5 separate regions of the Mus musculus genome follow, and regions 2, 3, 4 and 5 are each linked to region 1. Evidence: chromatin contacts called from public HiChIP or PLAC-seq and promoter capture Hi-C data. All regions are on one chromosome and are shown on one strand. Each heading gives the region's core, a stretch centred on a gene start, on an enhancer-like site or on the middle of the called end of the contact. The rest is flanking DNA. Distances are from core to core; before and after follow the strand shown. Region 1 holds the start of Plxdc2 (plexin domain containing 2). Region 2 holds the start of Skida1 (SKI/DACH domain containing 1). Region 3 has its middle 210 kb from the start of Arl5b. Region 4 overlaps Nebl (nebulette). Region 5 overlaps Nebl (nebulette).

Region 1 (2,601 bases), core at 75-2,574:
AATGTTTTCAGTGGAAAGGCAAAAATTTCTGTATCGAATTTTGCAGTAATCTTGGCCCACTTCCAGTGGGTTTTGCTAGATGTTGAGATGGATTCAAAGCATACATGCATGCATTCTTCAAAGCATGGCAAGGCCAAGACAGTAACAAGCTACAGCATCGGCTGAACCCAGAACACTTTCGAATGTGTTTAAATTAGCTCTCCCTTTGTCTTCAAGAAAGAGCATTTCTCTTCAGGCTAGCAGATGATTTAAAAAATTAAGTTCACTTGGCTAATCCTCCTTTCTAGGACCTTCTATGAACTTCAGTATAAAATCTTCCTGATTTGATGCCTGGAGACCTGAGGCTTAAAGCTTAAATAAATTGCTCCTTGTGGAAAAAAAATTGAAGTACTAGCCCAGGCAGTGCTCCAGAACATGTATTTTTCACCAAGGATGCATTGTCTCTTTGCTTTCTATTTAGCCCCATTAAAAGATGGCTAAGTGTATGCAAATTAAATTAAATTAAATGTAAGCGGATAAGGGGCCTGGAAAGGGTTAATGCTGAAGCAGACCCTCAAGCTGAAAAAACAAAAACAAACTAGCAAGCAAAAACCCTTTAAACCCCCTATAGGAAATTCAATGGGCTTCCTGTTTCTTTAAACTCTCCCTTTCCCTCCTTCTGACACTTTACCAAACCGCGGTGGCGGCCTCAGGACCCTGCAGCCCAGAGCCACCTCCACCTCCCTCTGTGCGGGTCTGGGGTAGGAGGGGCTTTTGATGGGATGGGGGCTGGGAGTTGGGGGATGTCAGTAACCCTAGCGACTCAGGTTTGCTCCCCCGCCACCCAACGGTTGCCAGACCAGCCCTCAGTGAGGGATGAAATACTATTAACCCTTTAGTGCCCAGGCGGAAATCAGAAGATAGTGGGCGCTCCCTGGGGGGCCTCATCCCTCTCTACCCGCAGGCTGACACCCAAAAGCCACGGAAGCCTGGAGGGTGCAGGCGGCATCGGTTCCTCTGCAAAGGTCATGAACCGGGTGGGCGGATGGCGTCCGGGAGACTAGAATCTGCCACCGCCCCACTCGCACCAGTCCTCGGGTGTTTGGGGCCGCAATGGTCCTCTGGCTTTCCCCAGCCAGTCTTCTCGGGCTTCATCTGTGGGAGACTTTTCTGGCGCCCCCTCTCCCCCGAGAAAAGCTCAGCCAATGGACAGGTTGGTGCTGGCTGCGGGTTTTGGGAGGAAGGTGGGAGAAGCCTGGAGGAGAGAAGGGGAGGGAGGAGGGCGGAGGGAAGAGAGGAGGGTTCAGCGGTAGATCTAGCAAATGGCAAGCCGCCTTCCCTCCCCAAAGTGTAGAGCTGGAGCGCGGGGGAGCGCGGCGGCGCCTCCGCCACCAAACTCCTGGGGCTCCGCGGCGTTCGGAGCCACCTCCTGCCTAGCCCGGAGGGGCTCTCTTACCAGGCTGCAACCTCACTTTCCCGTTTTTCTTTTTCTTTAAAAAACACCCCCACCTCTCTTCTGCTCACAGCAGCTGGTGCATTCCCGGCTCTACTCTCCGGAGCTGCCCATCCCTCCGGCTGCGGGCGAGGACGCGCGCTCAGCCTTGGGCGAAGCAAAGAAGAAAAACTTGTCAGAGGGGTTTCTCCAGCCTCCACTAACCTCCTTCTCTCGGGAACACCAACCACCCGCCGGGGCCAGACCTAAGTCTGGGAAAGTTCCTCCGGTGCTCAGCGCCCTCTTGAATCTGGAACAGCACCGGCGCAGCCAGTGGAATTAGATCTGTTTTGAACCCAGTGGAGCGCGTCGCGGGCGCTCGGAAGTCACCGTCTGTGGGCGCCCGGGTGGCGCTGCCTGAGAGGACCCGGGAGTTTGCCGACCCTACTGCAAGTGACCTTTCCTCCCCTCACTTGGTTGATTGTGTCTCAGTTGGGGGCTGCGAGGGTGACAAGTTGCAGTGAGAGCTCCCGAAGTTCGGAGAGGGTTCAGCTGTCTCTCCTTCACTTCTGTTACCCGGAGTGAAATCCTAGCGAAACTGTCAGAGGCCTCCGGATCCCACCCAAGACTCACCAGCAGAGCTCGGCCGTGTCGCCCCATCCCCAGGGATAACCCCGGAGCCCAGGGTCTCAAGAAAAAATTCGTTGGGCAGGGGAGAGAGGTCGCGGCAGCGGCATGGCAAGGTTCCGGAGGGCCGACCTGGCCGCAGCAGGAGTTATGTTACTTTGTCACTTTTTAACAGACCGGTTCCAGTTCGCCCACGGGGAGCCTGGACACCATACCAATGGTAAGAAGTACTTTTCTCAATTGTTTTTGTGTGTGGCTGAAGATCCTTCCGGTGTCTTCGAACCTCCATCCTCATCTCACACCCACCCAAAGTATCTGCCCTTGGGAAACTTATCCTAGTTGTTTTTCTGGGAAACTTGAGTTTCTCGAATGGGGAAAGAGGTTTGCTTGATCAAAAGGTGTGGGAAACCAGGACTTCCCTGAAGCTATGATGCTTACTCCACCTGGGCGCCAGGGGGTGGTCCTGCCTAACCCCAAGTAGCCCAAAGAGGTCGGGGTGTGAGAGAGCCTGCTGCTGCGGATACCTCTCTGAATCTTGGTTACATCAGGTTGTTTCCCCTCTG
Region 2 (2,601 bases), core at 74-2,573, 1.7 Mb after region 1:
GACACCGAGTTGCTGGAGCTGGACAAACTGGAGCCAAAATCCGAGTCATTGGCTGCATGGTCGGAGTAGGAGCTGGACTCGGAGTCGCTGCTACAACTCTCGGGAAAGCTTCCTAGATGGGGTTGCGGCCGGTGGTGATGAGAGGGGTGGTGACTCGGCGTTGGCTGCTGGGCTCGGTGGTGATGGTGATGATGATGGTGGTGATGGTGATGGTGGTGGTGGGGAGGCGGGCAGAAGCTGTTGACCAGATGAAACCTCTCCAAGCAAGTGGCCCCGGCCGCCGCCGCCGCAGCAGCAGCCGCCGCTGCTGCCGCCGCCGCCGCCTTGGCTTTGTAGGATCTGGGCAGCAGCAGCAGGCGCCGGGCTCCGGCGTGAGGCGGGAGCAGGCAGTTCTTGGCGCCCCCGCGCTTGCGCTTGCAGCGGTAAGTCAGGCTCACTGGGCCTCCCGCGCCGGTCGCCGCCTTGGGCTGAGGCCCGGCAGTCTGGTAGTAGGCGGCGGCGGCGGCGGCAGCAGCAGCGGCGGCGGCGGCGGCGGCGGCTGCAGCCGGGTGCTTGCTGCACAGCAGGCTCCGAAAATAAGCGGGGTCCGAGTGGAAGGCGACGTAGTTTCCCTGGAGCTGGGCAGTTTCATAGTTTAAAGAGGATTTGCAAGGCGAGCGAACGATCTCCGGGTAGTGGGAGCCCGGGTATTTGCTAAAAATCTGAGGTAGATGGGCGGCGGGGCGCGCGGCGGCGGCGCCCGGACGCTGGGACTGCGCGCTGATTGGCAGGGGCCGCGCGGCTCCGCTCAGGCCCCGCCAAAGTTGGTGCTTGTCCTTCCAAAAAGCCGGGCGGGGGCTGGCGGCGGCGGCGCGCTCTGGCGGCGGCGCCTTTGTGGCCAGGGCCCGACCGACTCTCCTTCGCTTGGTCTTGAGCACACGCTCGGTTTTGCAGGATGTGTAGAGCGCTTCTACGTCTTCCCGGGAGATGAGCGTGCATTTGGCCGCGTGGAAGGCGATACTGTTGATTGCTTTGAGTTTCCGCAACTCCTCCAGATCGCAGTGGTGCTTTTTCACTTTCAGATGATCCATGCGCTTGTGCACGGTCGTCCTCGGGATGTTTTTCAGCAGATCTGTGAAGACTTGGGAGAGAGCAAACATTTGCTTCCCTTTAATGATGAGGTAGCCGAGCCTCACGCCATCCACCTCTTCGAAACCTGACTTCAGGTCTCCCATCTCGGGCACTAAATGATCCCCACCATTTGCAGTAAATATATACGTGACGCATACATACACATGTATGTATGTTAATCCTCCGCCAGATGCTGCGTGTGTCTCAAGGCATCCTGCTAATAAAATAACAAAGACTGTTATTCCCGGCGAAGGGAGTGCCAAACTCTAGGCGAATTACTGGGGGGTTGGGGGGGGGGAAGAAAAACCCCAAGAAATTACACTGACTTGATTCTCGCTTTTTTTTTTTTTTTTTTTTTTTTTGGTTTTCGTTTTTTTAAAAAAGAGGGAAAAGACCATCCGGTTTCAGCTCTGCCAGTGTGTTGGTCTGAGTCCTCGATGCGGATCAGTACCTGGGCCCCGCTACTCCTTCCTTCTCCATTGGAGCACTATGATAATGGAATGTGAAGGGAGAAAGAGAAAAGAAATGCAGCTGCTATTCCCGCCGCTGCTTTAGCTACAAATAAAATGACAGAGTGAAGTGAGCTCGTCCGGAGACACCTTCATCAATTAATTCCCCTAAAGCCAACGCTGATTGGACACTCCTGACAGGTGATGCAATAAAAATTGATATTCCACCCCTTCCCCCCAAAATCTCCTACTAATTAGCATACCCTTATACTGCCACCTCCCCTCCCAAAGTAAATAATACAGCCGGTATATAAATCTTTCCATTAAACTATCGGAGCTCAGAAACAGCCTGACTCACAGACTTCATCAGAAGCAGTGTATGTACGAGAGAGAGAGAGAGAGAGAGAGAGAGAGAGAGAGAGAGAGAGAGAGAGAGAGAGAGAGAGAACCGTATATTCCCCTTTAAAGAAATACTGCCTATTTTTGCTTTATTTGCATTTTACCGATACAGCTATTATCGTTTCAAAGGAAAGCATTTAAAAAACATTATCAAGCTCAAATAGATATACCCCACCCTTCTTTTCTTTGGAAAATGAAGCTTAAGGGAAAACGTGCAGAATAGCCTGGTATTTCCCTTCTGGGAGTGGAGGAGACTGGCTGGGAGCTCTAAAGTTAAACCCTGAGGTGACCCAGCCCAGTACAGACTTACGTTGGCAATTTCTCTCGAGTCCCCCCACCCCCCATGCCTTTTACAACCAGAAACAAAGTTATTTGACCAAGAAAGCAGTTCGAGGCTCCACCTCAGGAACATGTAACAATTCAATTGGATTTCGCTTCTTTGCTGAGGAGTGGGGCAGGGGGAAGGTAGTTTCTCGTCAGGCCCATAACAAAGCACAGATAAGCCAGAGATGAGTACACTTTTCACCATTAACTAGCCTGGAGTAGAGGTGAGGTCATTCTAGAGTGCCCAGCACCGGCCTGAGCTGGAAGCTTGTCCACAGGTCCGAATTCCAGGGAGCAGATACTTCCTTCTGCAGCAAAG
Region 3 (2,601 bases), core at 55-2,554, 1.1 Mb before region 1:
ACGAATGTTGCCCTTGTCTCAGCCATCTGAATGCTGGGATTACTGATATGAACTGTCACATCTGGCTTTGTAGTTTTATTCTGTATCATCCAATGGATTTGTGTTGACTGTCTTAGTTTTTATCATACCTTGAAGCAAAATTTTGGGTTTCATTAAGAAGTGAGTTATTCCTGGGCATCATGGTATAGTGTACAGCTTTGATCCTAGCATTCAGGAGGCAGAGGAAGATGGATCTATGTGAGCTTGAGGACAGCCTCATCTACATAGTGAATTCCAGGCCAGCAGCCAAGGCTAATGAGACCGAGTCTCAAAAAATAAAAACTAAATAAAAATAAAGAGTAGGTTATGATGTAAAAGCAGGGTAGGATTTAAGTTTTTCCACAATGCATTGGGAATGAAACATCGTCATCATTATCAACAACAATACAACAATAACAACAATAAAAAGTAAAGATATTTGCTAGAGATATTGGCTGGAAAAAGAGATTGAAATTTCTTAAGGAAATTTGTGAAGGAAAATCACGTTATTGAGATGTGACTGACACACACAAAGATTTGCTTGTTTGTGTGTGTGTAGTATGAATTTAGAGACACTAAATATACTCCTCTGAGACTATTACCATACTCAATGAACTTAACTATAACTCCCTGCCTTCTTCCCTCCCCTCCTCTCCCCTCCCCTCCCCTTCTCTCCCTCTCCCCTTTACTTCTTCTTGTGTCTTCTCTCTTCTCTCTCTTTCTCTCACTCCCCCTTTCTTCTGGGGGAGAACATTTATGATCAACATTTTGAGCACAATTCTAAACATATACTGTGTTTTTGTTAACTTTAGGCACAGTTCTGGAAGCAGGCCTCTAGGATTTCCTGGGTTGTAGAATCTTGGTGCTGATGTTATAGTTAAAACAAAACAAGACAAGACCAAACCAAACCAAACCAAACCAAACCAAACCAAACCAAACCAAACCAAACCAAACCTAGAACAGGAATCTGCCTCTAGGTGGAGACATACCCTTATCTCCCTCCTTCAGAGTCATCCAGGGACAGATCAGGGAGTTCAGGGATTTGCTCCTAGGAACAGAGTACTTCCTTTCCTTGAACTTCTGCCCTTCCTGTAGTTCCTACAAGCTACCAAGAAAGGTGTAGCTATTCCTTGTTCTCTTCTGCCCTTTGGTTTTTCAGAGATTGCTTTTTAAAATCCGTAGTTTAAGACTAGGATTCATTAGTCTTTTTCTGAAGTTTCCCTCCCTGCCACAGGGACCCTACAGAGACTTCCTGATTTTCCTCTAAATGTCTCCTCTACAGTCATGCACGCGCCCTGTTGTCAGGCACCACCCCCCAACCCTGTTTGTGTGTGGTCTTAAATTCTCTTATTAAGGAGACTAAGAACCGCAAAGAATGGACTCTGATTTCCCTTGTGGTATATGATGGCTCTGCTGAGACTTTCTTAGATTTTTGGTAACATTTCTTTTCTGCCTTTTAAATCTTTAATTGGCAGAGAAAAGGAAATGGGTTCCTGAACCTGTAGCTGGCCTCACCTTGACAAGCAGGTTTCCCTCCTCCCTGCCTCCCACAGAAACAGTGGCTCTGTTCTCTGCTTTCACAGCAGTGGGCTCACGGAGCTTGCATACTTCTGCATTTGTCAGTTGTCCTCCAGGCTTTTCTGTGTTGTTATAGACAGCTTGAAAAACCGAATATTAACTATTAATTATTCCATCCTATATGTAGGTGTGCCACCTTTCCTTATTCATCCATCCACCATGAATATTATGATTGCTTCAGCATTTTGACCACCATGAATTATGCTGTACCCAACAGCTTCTTTAAGAGATCTTGATTTCAGTCCCCTTAAATACATCTGTAGATATACACAGTCCCAATCGTAGTTCTATTTTTTACATGTTTCTTTTTAGAAAACTCTTTACTGTTTATGTTTTCCACATACACTGACATTTCCATCCACACAGAGAGTCTTTTCTCCATATTTTTTTATCAGCAGTGGCTCTTTTCCCCCTGTTTGGCTAACACCCATCATAGCTGTGAGGTGCTGTCTCTCTGTAGATGTGAATAGAATTCCTAGATGCTTGTGTGGTGGATTTCATGTACCTGCTGGGCATTTGTATATCTTTTTTGAAATGTCTTCTCAGATTTTTTTGTTTTTTTCTTTTGTTTGTGTTTTGGGTGTTTTTTTTTTTTTTTTTTTTTTTTTTTTTTTTTTTTGAGACAGGGTTTCTCTGTGTAGCCCTGGCTGTCCTGGAACTCACTCTGTAGACCAGGCTGGCCTCGGACTCAGAAATCTGCCTACCTCTGCCTCCCAAGTGCTGGGATTAAAGTCACCACTGTGTATTTTTAAACACAGATTACTTGTTTCTTGCTGTTAGTTTGCCTGTATATTCAGAGTGGCAGCCCCTTTGAACGTGTACAATTTGTGAGTATGTTTCTCTCTTTCCATTGGCCACTTGTTGCCTGCTTGTTGTAAGCCAGCACTTTACAGTTTGATTGTTTTAGAGCCAGTGTTGCTTGTGCTTCTGGGACAGCCTCTAAGAAATACAGTCAAGTTCAACGTTTTTTTTTTTTTATGGCTTCTGGCTTTAGGTTTTGTTTTT
Region 4 (2,601 bases), core at 27-2,526, 1.0 Mb after region 1:
CCTGTCCCTGATCCATTTTCTACTTGAGACCCACTTCTGCCTTTACACCTCTGACCTCTGCAACTTTGCTCTTAAATCTGACTTCACTTCTACAAGCATTATTACCAGCAGTTTGCTCTCTTCACTGATCTGGTTCATTTTTATCTATACAGATTCTTTCTAAGCCAACTTCTAAAACCTCTTGAACTTTGAACTCTGCTGGAGCCTCTTTTACTTGAATTCATTCTTTAACACATACACATGTATTTATTCTTTAATGTTTTATGTATGTATGTATAACTGTATATATATATATATATATATATATATATATATATATATATATACACATGTATGTATGTGTACATGTATGTATATGTTCTTACACAAAAACATGCACATACATACACAGTATGTGTGTGTGTGCTGCGTGAGCATTAACAGTAATTAAAATTAGAATTAAGAACTTTTATTCACCTTGTCCAAGCTACCAAAGTGGGTGGATTTTATTACAAATTATGGGCATTGAAACTGCTAAACTTTATGAATTTGTTATTAAATATATGGTGATATTGTGGAAAGAAACAAACATTTCCATGTATGTTTCTAATGTAGCTCACTCATGACAGCATCAGTCCTGGTAGCTAATATGGTACCTTAGTTTGGAGTAGGGAAATGTGAATGGATTTAGAACAGTGTTACAGGATTCAGTTGATAAGCAGAATCAAAGGGACATCTAAGACTTGTCTGGTTTCATTTGAAGAGGCAGAAGAGAAATTAAAGGTTCTGGTTTTGGCATGTCAGGTTGAGATCTTACTACACATGTAGACAACAGATGTTTCAATGGACATAGTCACGTCCACGTTATAAATCATACAATGCTTCTAAAGGAGCCAGGCAAAGTGTAGAAAGTAATGAAACAGAACTAGTAAGAGTAAATGAATATAAAGCAAAGAGAAGCACACAGCATTCAAGATTTACTTAAGTTTCTGTATGTACAAGATCATGTCTGTCTACATATCCTACATACAGATCTGGAAGTCTCTACAATAAACTTCTAACAATGACCATGAGTCGGGGTAGCTCCCAGAAGAGCCCCCGTGAAGCCCCACCACCAAGCCTTGAAAAGGCCAGTCATTCTCCCGAGCCTGCACCTCAGCCTTCCTCTATGTCTCTTACAAAATGCAAACACTGTCACACTCCAGTGATCGTTCACACTCTCAAAATCATTAGGAGGCTCAGGAAGCACGGTGTCTAACCTCAGCTATCTCCCTAGAACATGCAAATATGGCCTGCCCTTTACAGCTGTTATGCCCACATCTTCATGTAGATTGCCTGAAGAGGAAGTGGCACTGAACGCATGTACATGGTCAATCAAGATATATGGTGTCTTAACCCAAAGGCTGACTCTGGAAACCTCAAGCAGTAGATGTAAAGTAGGCAAAGGATGTCTTCTAAACACACAATCACACAGAACCAAAGATTATACTCAAATTAAAACCTCTAAATATGGTCTTTAGATTTCCCTCAAAACATTGTAAACACAAACATGCAAAGCAGAATATGAGCTAGCCTAGAGAAAATGTCCTACAAAAGTATTTATCATACTCTAGATTAACATGAAATGTGTTGTATTACAGCAATAATGTGTATCGGGGTGTGTGTCCCTGCGTGCATGTATGTGTGTGTTTTCTACTAAAATGGCTTTTTCTGAGCTTCCTTTGGTGCATTTAAAGGCTATGAGCAATGTGGAGACTATAAGTTTCCAAATAAACATCATAATTTGAAGTGATTTCCATTCCACACGTCAATGCCGCCCATGGAGCTTTGAGAGATCCCATGCACTCATCCAGTATTTGTGTGATCTGCTGAGTACAAACATTGGAGTTTCAAGGTCTGGGAGATCCTCACCACTCACCGCGCTGGCTATCTTGGCAGCTCTTTTGGCACGTTGTATTTCAAGGGTATCGGTGTCAATTTGCATTCCCTTGCCTTTAATTTCCAACTCCAGATCCTTTTTGTATTCTTTCTATAAAATCAACAGTCAACAGAATTTAGTCACTCTGTGGACAATATATTTTTACAGTCAATGATACCAAAACAAACAAACAAGCGAACAACGTATACATTTTTCAATGACCAAGAGAGGGCTGCGAGATGACTCAGTGGGTAAAGCACTTGTCATGTAAGCAGTAAGGTTGAAGTTTAAATCTCCCAGAAGCCATGTACACTCAAGCAGATACAACAGTGAGCTCTGGGTTCAGCAGAGACCCTCACTTAATAGAGGAGAGAGCAATCAAAAAAGATACTCAACACCAACCTCTGGCCACATGCCACACACATGCACTCACACATATATAAACACAGAGACATGAATGCACACACAACATACAATCATGTACTTATGAAGAAAGGAAAAAGGTAAGAGACCAATGTCCAACAGAATGTGATGTTTATTGCTATACATGAGCACTCAGATCTAAGTACATCGTGAAGAATACAAAATTAGACCCACGATTCTCACTGGAGATGTTTTTATACTGTGGAAAAGTCAGTCATCAAATGAGTCTTCATGGAGTGCAATCTTGGAGACTGGGAGAAAGGCAAAAGGATACAGACAGA
Region 5 (2,601 bases), core at 68-2,567, 1.0 Mb after region 1:
TTTTGTTTTTGTTTTTGTTTTTTAGTTTTTTTGGTTTTGTTTTGTTTTGTTTTGAGACAGAGTTTTGGTTGTGGGGTATGTGTGTGTGTGTGTGTGTGTGTGTGTGTGTGTGTGTGTAGACCTGGGTATCCTGAAACTCACTCTGAAGACCAGACTGGCCTCACACTTGGAGGTCTGCCTACATCAGTCTCCCAGGTGACTGCCACCACTGCCCAGCTCCTTGGCCAGGTCTAATTAGCGGCCATGATCCATCACAGTGTCTTCCCGAGCACAAGGTATCTGGTTCACCATTCAGAATATGATGAGTTTATTGAAGACATAATTGTATCTTTTATTTGTGTGTTCCAGTATCTCACTCATTTGGCATATGCTAGATAATACCAATAAGCTGGCAGAGTCACCTTAAGGACTGACTTAGTTGGTGTAGTGCTTTGTTGACACCTGTGGACACGTGGGTGAGAATTTCAGAAAATACTGAAACCTCTCTTACAATCTACTCTCCTTTGAAACACATAAGTGGTACTGGACACGCATCTTGGCCAGGCTGGGTTAAGTCCCACAGAACTCTGACATTTGCTTTGAGTCAAGAAAGAGGGAAAGTTCACAAGGTTGGAAAGCTGAAATGTCTGTTTTGAAAAGTGCACCTGCTTTTCATTTCCCATCACACCCCTACAGCCTTTGATTCTCCACAGAAGAAACAGAAACATGGAAAATACCTGAAGCCAAACGAACTCAGTAAGAATACCTACAATTGCAAACACATTAAAAAAGCCTCCATCGACAGTGGACTGCAAGTGAAGGGAAGCCAGTGAAACGCAAAGCAGTACCAGGAGGCAGATACTCCATGCAGACAAGAGAAATAAAGACAAGCAGAACATCAAAGGAGACCTCAGCAAAATCAACAGAGGCCATAGGCACGTGGCTACCAGACCGCACGTATGTCAGGCAAAGAGCAAGCAGAGCGCAAAACGGCAAAGCAATAAAGATGGTTTCAGCTATTCAATAATCAAAATCAAACTGGATGAAGTTTAAATAAAACCCTCCGTTACTGAATCAAAACAGCACAACAGAGACATTCAAAGAAAACCCTCTGGCAACTTAATCCACTGAAGAGCAGCCTGCCAAGCAACGCAAGCTCCAGATAATCACATAAGAGAATGAAAATATTCAGCAGGCAAAGCAAGATAGGCAACTGGTGTGAGAGACATGAAGTCCAGGAAGCAAGAAAATTCTTCTATGTTAAAGCTCATGAGAGCTGAATGCTGCGCTGCTCTTTAAGGAAACAAGATAACTATCTAACCCTTTGTCCTAAACGATCAGCATTTCCTCTCCTATGAGCCTAGCCACATAATTCTTAAAGCTGAGCAGATGGCTTTTAGAACATAAACACATTGTCAGAGGGATGAGAAAAAGAGAGGAGAGGAGTTAGCTGAAATTTATGGTCCTTAGCTAAGGAAGTATAAAATATCTGAGGATACTCCCATGCCTACAGTACTGTCTGCCAGGCACAGGAAATTGGAGCCAGTGTCAGGACCCCAGCCCCAGTATCCTGAAACACAGCATGGCTTGGCCACACATGTCCCCTCTACAGCAGATAAATGAATTATATAAAAGGACAATTTTCTAGGATACAACACATTTTAATCATATAAAAATCCCACACACCTAAATGTAAAGGAATTGAGAAAATCATCAAGGAAAAAAAAAAAAAAACAACAAAAAAAAACCACTTGAAATACATAAGACCATTTTCCTTTTTTTTTTTTTTTTTTTTTTTCTTTTTGGCCCTCTAGCAAGTGTTATGAAATGCATTTCATGCATTTCAACTTCTAGGGCCGGAGTTTAAACAAAGGTACAAGATTGACTGTTCCAGCTAAAGACACTAATTATTCCCACCAAACACTTGCTTTGCCATTACCTTAAAGTTCTGTCTTCCACTCAATCAGCGCCTCCTCACCAGAGTCCAACCCAGCATACATTTCGAAGGGATCCTACATTTCAACGCCTCCAAGAAACTATGGATGCTATCTCTTCCCTTCCTCACGGGCCTTCCTCACGGGGGAGGAGGGGGCGTGGGTGAGTGGGGGTGGGGGGAACACCCTCTGGGAATGTTTCTACTCAGGAAGTTTTCAGTTTTGCTTCAATGTCATCAAAACATCAAGACACTGAAACCAAAGGGTAAATGTTTCCTTCAAGGCCTTCTACAAGAGAAGTTTACTTCACAAGATATTTGTGTGTGTATGCGTGCATGTGTGAGAGTCTCCGGCATGGAAGCCGGGGGTCAGTGCCAAGTGTCTTCTTCCGTGGCTTTCAACTGTATTTATTGAGGCAAGAGCTCTCACTGAATCCCGGAGCTTACCAGTTAGCTAGGTTGGTTGGCCAGCAAGCCCACTGAGTCCTCCAGGCTCGGCTTCCCAGCCCTTAGTCTCCAAGCACGCATCACCACACCTGGAGGTTTTATGTGGGTGCTGGAGATCTGAGCTCAGATTCTCATACTTCATGCTTAGGTAGCAAGAACTTTACTCACTGAAAAGTCTCCCAGGCCCAGTGGTTCTTCTTTTCTGGTGCTGTTTTAGGTTATAGAAGCTTTAGGAAGCAGGG

Evidence for each region. Promoter capture Hi-C pulls out the DNA fragments that hold promoters and counts their contacts. HiChIP or PLAC-seq counts read pairs in DNA pulled down with a chosen protein or histone mark.
Region 2: a contact with region 1 is called in a promoter capture Hi-C map of second pharyngeal arch cranial neural crest. The contact joins the promoter of Skida1 here to the promoter of Plxdc2 in region 1. A contact is called at or near these places in 5 of 39 promoter capture datasets (cranial neural crest, frontonasal cranial neural crest, maxillary cranial neural crest and 2 more), 2 of 484 Hi-C or Micro-C datasets (both in embryonic stem cells) and 1 of 115 datasets of contacts at active chromatin or transcription factors (astrocytes).
Region 3: a contact with region 1 is called in a promoter capture Hi-C map of embryonic stem cells, with 4 times the contacts expected there. The contact joins the enhancer-like site here to the promoter of Plxdc2 in region 1. A contact is called at or near these places in 12 of 39 promoter capture datasets (the 3T3-L1 cell line, 3T3-L1-derived adipocytes, the C10 cell line and 7 more), 1 of 15 datasets of contacts at CTCF or cohesin (pro-B cells), 2 of 484 Hi-C or Micro-C datasets (adipose-derived mesenchymal stem cells and cerebral cortex) and 8 of 115 datasets of contacts at active chromatin or transcription factors (astrocytes, embryonic forebrain, embryonic stem cells and 4 more).
Region 4: a contact with region 1 is called in an H3K27ac HiChIP or PLAC-seq map of large pre-B cells, with 8 times the contacts expected there. The contact joins the enhancer-like site here to the promoter of Plxdc2 in region 1. A contact is called at or near these places in 11 of 39 promoter capture datasets (the 3T3-L1 cell line, the C10 cell line, cranial neural crest and 6 more), 6 of 484 Hi-C or Micro-C datasets (the P5424 cell line, Th1 cells, cortical neurons and 2 more), 5 of 115 datasets of contacts at active chromatin or transcription factors (embryonic limb bud, embryonic midbrain, large pre-B cells and 2 more) and 1 of 9 other capture datasets (embryonic stem cells).
Region 5: an H3K27ac HiChIP or PLAC-seq map of DN3 thymocytes shows a contact between it and region 1, with 12 times the contacts expected there. The contact joins the enhancer-like site here to the promoter of Plxdc2 in region 1. A contact is called at or near these places in 6 of 39 promoter capture datasets (the C10 cell line, cranial neural crest, frontonasal cranial neural crest and 3 more), 1 of 15 datasets of contacts at CTCF or cohesin (pro-B cells), 3 of 484 Hi-C or Micro-C datasets (the Ba/F3 cell line, the G1E-ER4 cell line and the MNK3 cell line) and 5 of 115 datasets of contacts at active chromatin or transcription factors (DN3 thymocytes, forebrain, large pre-B cells and 2 more).

Annotation. Positions count from the first base shown.
Region 1 is chr2:16,354,980-16,357,580 of GRCm38.p6, forward strand. It overlaps Plxdc2 (plexin domain containing 2), which reads left to right and starts at 1,325. Exons shown (of 14, transcript NM_026162.6): 1 at 1,325-2,258. The coding sequence starts at 2,147.
Region 2 is chr2:18,047,126-18,049,726 of GRCm38.p6, forward strand. It overlaps Skida1 (SKI/DACH domain containing 1), which reads right to left and starts at 1,324. Exons shown (of 1, transcript NM_028317.3): 1 at 1-1,324. The coding sequence starts at 1,214.
Region 3 is chr2:15,259,642-15,262,242 of GRCm38.p6, forward strand. No RefSeq gene overlaps it. Among named protein-coding and RNA genes, the nearest start is that of Arl5b, 210 kb to the left of the region's middle. Within about 2 kb of position 1,305, at least 3 of the 459 cell types and tissues checked have an H3K27ac peak or open chromatin away from gene starts, as enhancers often do. A contact at or near this core is called in embryonic stem cells, where this site is marked.
Region 4 is chr2:17,395,160-17,397,760 of GRCm38.p6, forward strand. It overlaps Nebl (nebulette), which reads right to left. Exons shown (of 26, transcript NM_001362722.1): 14 at 1,898-2,008. Among named protein-coding and RNA genes, the nearest start is that of Nebl, 66 kb to the right of the region's middle. Within about 2 kb of position 1,277, at least 18 of the 459 cell types and tissues checked have an H3K27ac peak or open chromatin away from gene starts, as enhancers often do. A contact at or near this core is called in the P5424 cell line and pre-megakaryocyte-erythroid progenitors, where this site is marked.
Region 5 is chr2:17,362,629-17,365,229 of GRCm38.p6, forward strand. All of the region lies in intron 24 of Nebl (nebulette), which reads right to left. Among named protein-coding and RNA genes, the nearest start is that of Nebl, 99 kb to the right of the region's middle. Within about 2 kb of position 1,318, at least 38 of the 459 cell types and tissues checked have an H3K27ac peak or open chromatin away from gene starts, as enhancers often do. A contact at or near this core is called in the Ba/F3 cell line, DN3 thymocytes, the G1E-ER4 cell line and 2 more, where this site is marked.